Regions from separate parts of the Pan troglodytes genome. Here region 1 is linked to region 2. A link is a contact called in public Hi-C data. All regions are on one chromosome and are shown on one strand. Each heading gives the region's core, a stretch centred on a gene start, on an enhancer-like site or on the middle of the called end of the contact. The rest is flanking DNA. Distances are from core to core; before and after follow the strand shown. Region 1 holds the start of PDGFD (platelet derived growth factor D). Region 2 has its middle 350 kb from the start of DDI1.

Region 1 (4,477 bases), core at 83-2,582, 480 kb after region 2:
CTTGGGACCTTGCTTAGGACAGCTGTTTCGGGAGCTGTGCTCCTTGTAGATAATTGGAAGCCGCTTCTGCAAGGAAACTAGCAGCAGAAGCCTGGTGCCCCTGTGGTACTGATGAAACCCCAGAAGCCTTGGTCTCCTACACTCTGAGCTTCTGAGTCAGGGTGAACTTCAATAGGAAAGTCACTTAGGGGACCTAAAGGGCAATAGGCTGCACACTGCCATTTCCCGAAAATAAACAGTAAATTGTCACTGTTCCAGATATAACTGCTAGACTGAAACGCATGATTTCTCCTCTCACTCGTAAAAATAAATAAATAAATAAATAAAATTTAAATAAACGTCTATCACCCAGGGAAAGCTACTCTAGAGTCCTTCCACCTATCAAAATTGCCTAAGAAAGGTTGAGTCTGACCAAGGGGCGGCGCAGCTTGCAACTTTCGCCAACTCCGGGATGAGGCACCGCATCCTGGTACCAGAGGCTTGGACACCAAAATGACTTCTCTAGGGTGCAGCAAGATGAGCCACCTGGCTTATCCTATCCCCATCAGCACGCGTCCCACACCTCTCAGTCCCATTCCGGAAATGGAGCTCTCTCAGGACTGGAGACAGGCAGGAGACCTCCCTCCCCAAACAATGCATTCAGCCCGAGTGCACATTCAAGATTCAAAAAGAAAGGGGAAAAACATAGAAAGAACAATAACAATAGAAAACATGATTTTTTTTTTTCAGTTAAAAAATAAAATGAGTCTCTTACCATCTCGCCTGAGGTTGGCGTTGCGCAAAGCTTTGATGGATGCGCTCTGCGGAGTTGCAGAAGTGTCCCGACAGCTGCAAAAGTTTGCGCAGATTAGAGTGTAGACAAAGATGAGCCGGTGCATTTGGGATCAGCGACTAGAGACAGCGTCGCTCCAAGAAAAAGCCGGGTTCCGCTCCCGGGACCGACGCCGCGCCGCCCTGCGCTCTCGTCGCCTGCGCTCGCCCTGCGCTGGCCCGGGCCGCTGTGCTAATCGCCGAGCTCTCCCCAAACTTCCTGCATGCTGAACTTTCCGAGCGCGTGTGGGTGCCGCACTTCCTTGTGGTGCTGAGCTGATAAATGGTGACGGGACAAACAACAGGTTGACGTTTGTTTGTTCGCCCCCTCCGGTGGCCGGCAGCTGCAGCACAGGCTGCAGGGGGCGGGCAGCGCCGAATCTAGCGGGGCAGGCGAGCGAAGCAGCAGCGTTCTCCAGCCCCGGCCGCGGCCCCTGAGAGGCGCGCACTCGGGCTCAGAGCGGCGGCGCGAGCACCTCAGCTCCCCAGTTTCCCAGGCCGGGCCTAAACCTGCTCTGCCACTGAGCATGCCCAGTTTAATCGCTGGCCGGGACTCTTCCCACCGCCCTGGGCTTTACCCTCCTGGTTGGACCTGTAAGGGCTCAGGAAACAAACTCGCCAGGAGGAAGTGGGAGAGGGTAGAATCCCAGCACTTCTTCAGTGGTGACTGGCACATCCACCCACAAGCCACAGCTCTCCGCCTTGATGGTGGTGGGATGTGGGGACAGGGACTGGAGTTGGGAGTGTTTATTTTACAATAACCAAAATGAGACTCTACTTAGTTAAAATTTCACTGTTTATAGTGAAAAAATACAATCACAAAGGAGCTTAATTCCGAGCTTTTCTTTGAGCTCCCATCAGTGTGACCTTTGGGTGAGTCAAGGGTACCTTTTCAGGGAATAAAATAAAAATAAAAGTATATCACCCAGAGAAAGCTACTCTTGAGTCACTCCATCTATCAAAAATGCCCTAGAAAAGGTCAAGACTGATGGAGGGATGGCGTAGCTTTCACTTTTCGCGAACTCCAGGATGAGGCAGGGCATCCTGGTACCAGAGAGTATTGGACACCAAAATGCCTTTTCTAGGGTGCAGCAAGATGAACCACCTATCACACAGGGCTGTAGACGTGATGGGCCATGTGGTGCAGTGTACAATAAGGGCAAGAAGTCTTCACGAGCGTTTTTATATGCACTAGCTCCAGCCCTTCCACAGGAAAGGGCAACAGGACAGAGTGGGGTTGAGCAGGGACAGACTGAGCAAGGGGAAGAAGTTGCAGAACACTGTGCTCACTTGCCTTCACAGTGCATAGGAAGAGGCATGGGTCGTTGAGGCTTTTGGGATTCTCCCTACTCTGCGTCTGGAAGCTCAGCAGTTGAGAGGGGCTGCCTCTGGTTTTACATCGTGTGTCTTGTCTGCCCATGGGAGGGGACTGTATTTGGAAAAGGCGTGAGTCCAGACTCGCTGCTCACTGGCTTTGTCCCCTTGAGCAAATCATCTGATCTTTCGAAACTCAGTTTATTTATTTGCAAGAGTAGCAATTGTTAATTTGCATGGTTGTGGTGAGAATGATGTGAAAAAATGTTTAGCATATTGTTTTGTTTGTAGCTGAATCCAAATCCAAATTTATATGATTTCTCAATTTTCCGCTGATGAGATCTAGAAGAGAAAATTTTCAGTCTTTTTCAGGCCTTCCAGCTCCTGAAAGTCTGGCATATGGTAAGTGATATCCATACATAGGGAACTTTAAGTGGCTGAGAAGGGCAGGAAGTTCTGGAAAAGATAGCCTTGTCAAGTTATTATACCATCCAACAAGGACGAGGGTACATGTGTCCCTTCAACATAGTCAAAGATCAACATGTTTCATCTCTATTGGCTTTTTGGCCTAAAATGGTATTTTACAAAATTTAGGTTTGTGGGCCATGAAATCAACTTCAATACCAGAATAATTGTTTAAATAAATGGATTGGAATACAATAGTTTAGAAATTTAATTATCAGGGTTCATTGGAGATAATAATATTGTTTTATGAATATTTTGTTTCAGATACACGAACACTATAATATAATAGTTATTTCTTTGGGGCATGATCAAAAAAGTTGGAAAGCCCCTGGAAAAAAGATCTAATTACATTGTTTCAGGATATAGTGAAACCCTGGGAGAGACACTAAGGATCATTTATTCATTCAACAGGTATTAATTAAGCATTAGTTTTTCCCCTTGTGTTATGCTCTGGTCTAAAAATCTTGGGGATTAAATTGTGAACAAGAAATAAAGTTCCTAATCTCTTTGAGTTTACATTATAATAGAGGAAAGGGAACATAAACAAGTAAGTATGTAACTGTGTTAATAAGTGAAAAGGGGTAGAGATAGATGGGATAGGAGTAGGGACTAATTGAAATATGTGATATCATTTTTTAGAAGTGGTTGGAAATGCTCATTCAATTTCATACTTAGCTTCTGATATGAGAATATAGAAAAACGGAGAAAATTTGCAAATGACTTATAATTATGTAATTATGACATGTATCAAGATACTGACTTATTACAAGTATCAAAATGCTAAAATTGTGTCTTAATATCTTATATAAAATAATGAATTTTAAATATTCAATGTAGTGTTTTCCAAGATACTAATACTTTGAGCTCCCAAGGCATTGTGAATTCATAATTTCAAATATTTTAGGTAAGAATAGTAAGGGATATCACATATAATCAACATGTTCTTGATCTTTAATGTCAGTAAATATCCAAAATCAACAATAAAACACAAATTAGGCACCTGAACCCAACCAATTATTCTGGACCTGGTTTTAAAATATCTACTAATTAATTCTTACTAATTAGTTTGATCATATCAACTGAGGTATCATTGTACACAGAATATTATTTAATAAAAATATTCTTTTAGTGGGAAAGGTCTGGTACAAAGATAGAAGATAAGATTGTTTCAATTTATTTTTTACATGTATCTCAGACTCACCAAAATAGTGAATTTACCACTACATTTTGAATGCTTATAGGTCAGTTAGAAGAACATGAGCCAACAAAATGAAGTCAGATTTATAAATATTTATTACTATTCAGACTAACATAAGTCAATTATTCTATATTTAGCCATTGTTCAATGACATTCATATAACTAAAACAAAAGTAAATCTATTGTGTAGAAGAATTTTTAAAAACATGAGATCAACTTTTAATAGGTCCATGTATAATGGCATTTATTTCAAACAAATATTCTGGTAATAAGGACTTGATAAAGGGTAGATTAGTATGTGACACTGTTTTTATCATGTGCTGTTTTCATTTCATTAATAGGACACAAGAGTAGTGTTTTCCATTACATTTTCAAATATCCTTGGCTTGTTTCACTACTCAATAAAAGCCCCAGTGGAAAAGAAATGAAATGTGGCATGATGTTTGAAGTCTTCTCATCTCTGCAAGTGGCTCACCCCAGTGCTATTTTTTTAACTAAACTTCTACCAGTCTTTAAATTGTAACTTTATTTTGACAATAGTAGTTATTTTTTGACGGCTACTTCATTCAAAAAGGACATTCCTCTGTTGTTCATCCTGCACTCACTAGATCTCAGAGAGAACAAAGCACTATGAAATGACATTCTAATTTTTGCTCTACCAGTAGACTATTGAGCTTAGTAAATATTGAA
Region 2 (4,085 bases), core at 567-3,066:
AAAAAACAGAGCTGGCAATGTAGAGTGAGGAGACATCTGTGAAACTACAGATCTAAGTTGAGATTATATCAATGCTTTAAAAGAAAGGCAGACGTCTTCAAAGAACACACAATAAAGGAAGCTAAACTTAGCCAAGGATCAGAGGAGGCTTCCAGGAGGAAATGACATGTGAACTGATATATAAAGAATAAATAATAATAGCTGACATTTATTCAGCTTTACTATGTGTCCGATATCATTCCAAGTAGTTTATAGGTATTGCCATGTAATCCTCACACAGCATCTTGAGGTGATACACATATGTACATCATGTGTGCATGGGTATGTGTATGTATATACGTTTACATGTGTGTGTGTATAAATGAATAGATAGATGACCTCTCCAAACCCCCAGGTCTGGTCCTCGACTCTGAAGGTGTAGCCAATCAACTATGTCCATGCTCTGAGCTGGGTGGGTCCCATCCCTCAGGGAAAATCTGGTAGTTCTAGTTAGGAGTTCCACATTTTGTACTTTCTGTGCTGTGAGTCTTTGCGCAACTGGAATTAGAAACAGAGATAAGAGTAACAGTGGAAAACAGAAATTACCTTTTCAGCTCTGTTTATTTCAGGCTAGAAGCAACCAGAGACTCTTTACAATTTGCGTATTAAGAATCTCAGCAAACAGCCACATTAATGTAAGAAATAGACAAAGAAAACTTGAATCAAGACATAAAACCAGTATGGCAAAGAGATTCTGGAATAATACCAGGATGAAGACATTACCAAGACATTCCTAGCTAAGGCAACTCCCAGTACTCAAGTGAGGGGAAACTGGTGGTTAAAACTAGGCCTAGACCCTGGTGCTAATTTTCTACCCAAACCTTTAGCTTGACATATAGACAGATGTATGACCTAGTGACGTTTAGTAAATGGCCTCAAGTTTATTTTTTAGATGGGATTAATTCGTCTCAATCAATATTTTCAGCAGCATGAGTGAGGCCTGAGAGGCACACACAGTCATTAGGACTGTGACCACCCCACCAGATGCTCCAACAGGCAGCCTGGAAGATACCACCCGTCATGCGCTCACATGTGTCTTTTTCAGCACGAGTAGCACAGTACTGAGCACTAAGCATTTGGTGGTTCTTTATATTTAGACCACCAAATCGTGGGAAATGACTGTAACATGGAAAGAGCCTTTCTAATGGCATTGCACCATACAAATGTTCAGTGTGATTATTATAATCTCCATCAACAGAGTTGCTGTGTAATGCTGAAATGATTGTAGAACATTCCTATAGAAAAACCCTCTTACCTCTGAGCCTCTTTTCACCCCTCCTCCATCCCTGGCAGGCTATTTATGTGGTAATGTTATCTTTTGAAACTCTAATGCGCAGCAGTCCAGGTCGATCAAGCCACCTTTTAGCTTTTGCCGATTTGCTTTGAAGTTGACACCAAGGTCAGATATTATTGTTATTGCACAGACTCAACACCAGGGGGTGATCACAGCACATCACACTAATGACCACTGCCAGACAAAGCTGAGTGCTAACCTCAGGCAGTGCACCCTGAGCAAGAAGCACGGAAGGAGCTGGGCTCACAGAAACTCTGGTCAGTAGAAGGCACAACATGCAAAGAGGCTTTTTAGTGGCACCGCATGGTACAAACGTTCACTACGATTATTATAACCTCAGTGGAGCTGCTGTTTAATGCAAAAGGAGAGAACATGCCATCTCATGACTAAATAATTGCATAGGAAGCAGAATGCAGAGAGTTGTCCTGCCTGTTGCCCCACAGTGCTGGGTGATTTAAAGGTGCCATTGAAACCCGATGGATGTTCCTGTCTTGGTAGCATGCAGCCTCACACACCAACTTCTGTGCTCAACTAATGTATAAATCCCTACAGCTCCTCAAGTGCCAAGAATTCTTCAGGCCAATGGTATTTGTAACTATTGTGACTCTCCAATTCCTGGAAATACTCTCATGGCAAAGCACCTCTTAAAAGAAATGTGAGAGGAGGAAATTCAGTTCAATTCTCCAGAAACTGCTCAGTGGCTGCATGAAGCACTGTTTGTGATTGCTTTTTAATGTTCAAGATGCAAGTGGCTGCTCCTTTGGGGCTGTATTTTTCCGTTAGAAAACACTAATCTCCCTCCTCCTACTCCTCTGAGAGTCTGAAACAAATGTGTTTTAGCTCGTTTTCTATTTCTTCTTCATCTGCAAACCATTGAGAACATCACATGTTCTAGGATCATATGATAGTGTTAGAGGCAAAGATATATGGCTCAATATTTTCAGTGAAAGTTCATGAAAGTTGATTTCTTTTTATATTAGGTTAAAGAAGCCCTAAATAAAGCATACATATGTCTCGAAAAGCACTTCATTAAGGGGGCTACTGGGATGGAAATGAACCATACATTCCTTTTTTTTCTTTTTTATTTAAACTTTTTGTTCAATTTTGATACATATTGAAATGTGTACAAATCATGAGTGTACATCTCTGAAATTTCATAAAGTGAACACACCCATATAACCACCACCTACATTAAGAAACAGACCAGCACTCCAGCAGTCTTGGGCTGCAGTGTAAATTTACAATTCACTTATTATTTATGGGAAAATGTTGCATTCTTCAGTCTATATCATACTATGATTTGAACACATTTCCTTAGTACAGTCATATGTTATTTCTAGAGGTGTGGGACTGTGAACAAGAGTATCAGCATCACTGGAGACTCCATCAAAACTGTGAATTCTCGGATCTCACCCCTAACCTATTGAATCACATATTCTGGTGGCAGGGCTCAGCTATTGGTGTTTTCACAAGGCTTTCTGGTGACTCAGATATATACTAGAGCTTTAGAAACTTTTTTCTTAGTGTCCACTGTTTAGCCTCAAAATTGCAACTGTGTTCTATGTTTCCTGGGTTGTAACATGTTACATTAGAATAGTGGTGATAAGACCTAATTGCTTATTTCCTTTATCCCTAACCTATAAAATATACGTATCAGCTGTATTGAGGTATGATTCACATACAACGAAAGACCATTTTCAACGTGAAATTCAATGGGTTGTGACAAATGTTTACCATTGCTTCCCTTTCTACCCATTTCCATCTCATAGTCTCCCCAAACTTTATCAAAATTGTTGGCCTACTTATGTCCCTCCTATAACCTGCGAGAAGAATTCTCGAGGACAAAACTGCTCTATTCATCATTGGGTTCCTATCCCTTGAATGGACACAAATAAGAGGCTTCACAAATATTTGCTGAACCAATGAGTGAATAAAACTATGTACATAAAAATAACCCATCAAGAAGACTAGCTGGGTTGTAGGATGTGGGGAATAGGTGAGTCTACAAATCCTGCATAAATTTGAGGTCTAAAGTGGAGATAATTAGACGAGTGGTGTAATAACATGCTGACAGCAGTGGATTTTCCTCTTGGACCACCTGCATGTGTGGCAGACACGTTCGCTGCCCTGTCCGCATTTCCGCAGTCCATCCTGGAGGTCACCTCTGGTCAGTTCCCTTTCAGGCTGAAATGTTTCCTGTGTCTTTCTGCTTCAGGGAATTTTATGGACATCTAGTGTCTTAGTCCACAAGGGAAGCGTGGAAAAGTTAAAACTACAGAAGGAACTCCTGACCAACGAGGGTCGTTTTTGGTGGATAACTGCCTCGCTTCCTCATCCATGTGGGGGACAGTTCTGAGGTGTGCTCCACACACTTTCTCAGCAGTTCCTACTGGGTTGCAGCCCCAGTTACTTACACATTAAATCCTCTTCTTTGGCTTTCCTTCCTTCCCAGCCTCTCCCCTCTGCTTCTTCATAGTACTGCCTGGGTTCTCCTCCTCAAAAACCTGCTTGTACTCAAATCTTTGATGCAGGGTCTGCTTTTGAGAGAACCTAAACTAAGGATCTGCTTTTGAGAGAATCTAAACCCAAACCCTTAAATTTGCCTCTTTCTCACTTTGTGACCTTGAGTAATTTAGTTCCATTTCTGGCATTGTCTATTTGTTCATTTATAAGATAGGGATAATATTACTTATATTTTAGGATTGTTGTATAAAATCCTATTCAGTACCTGTAATATTATAGGTATTTAGGA

Evidence for each region. Hi-C and Micro-C count contacts between places; a contact is called where the count stands out from the background.
Region 1: a contact with region 2 is called in a Hi-C map of stem cell-derived neural progenitor cells, with 5 times the contacts expected there. The contact joins the promoter of PDGFD here to the enhancer-like site in region 2. A contact is called at or near these places in 3 of 7 Hi-C or Micro-C datasets (blood, induced pluripotent stem cells and stem cell-derived neural progenitor cells) and 1 of 1 datasets of contacts at active chromatin or transcription factors (stem cell-derived excitatory neurons).

What each region holds. Positions count from the first base shown.
Region 1 is chr9:106,214,845-106,219,321 of NHGRI_mPanTro3-v2.0_pri, forward strand. It overlaps PDGFD (platelet derived growth factor D), which reads right to left and starts at 1,333. Exons shown (of 7, transcript XM_001154475.8): 1 at 755-1,333. The coding sequence starts at 878.
Region 2 is chr9:105,731,690-105,735,774 of NHGRI_mPanTro3-v2.0_pri, forward strand. No RefSeq gene overlaps it. Among named protein-coding and RNA genes, the nearest start is that of DDI1, 350 kb to the right of the region's middle. Within about 2 kb of position 1,817, at least 9 of the 24 cell types and tissues checked have an H3K27ac peak or open chromatin away from gene starts, as enhancers often do. A contact at or near this core is called in induced pluripotent stem cells and stem cell-derived neural progenitor cells, where this site is marked.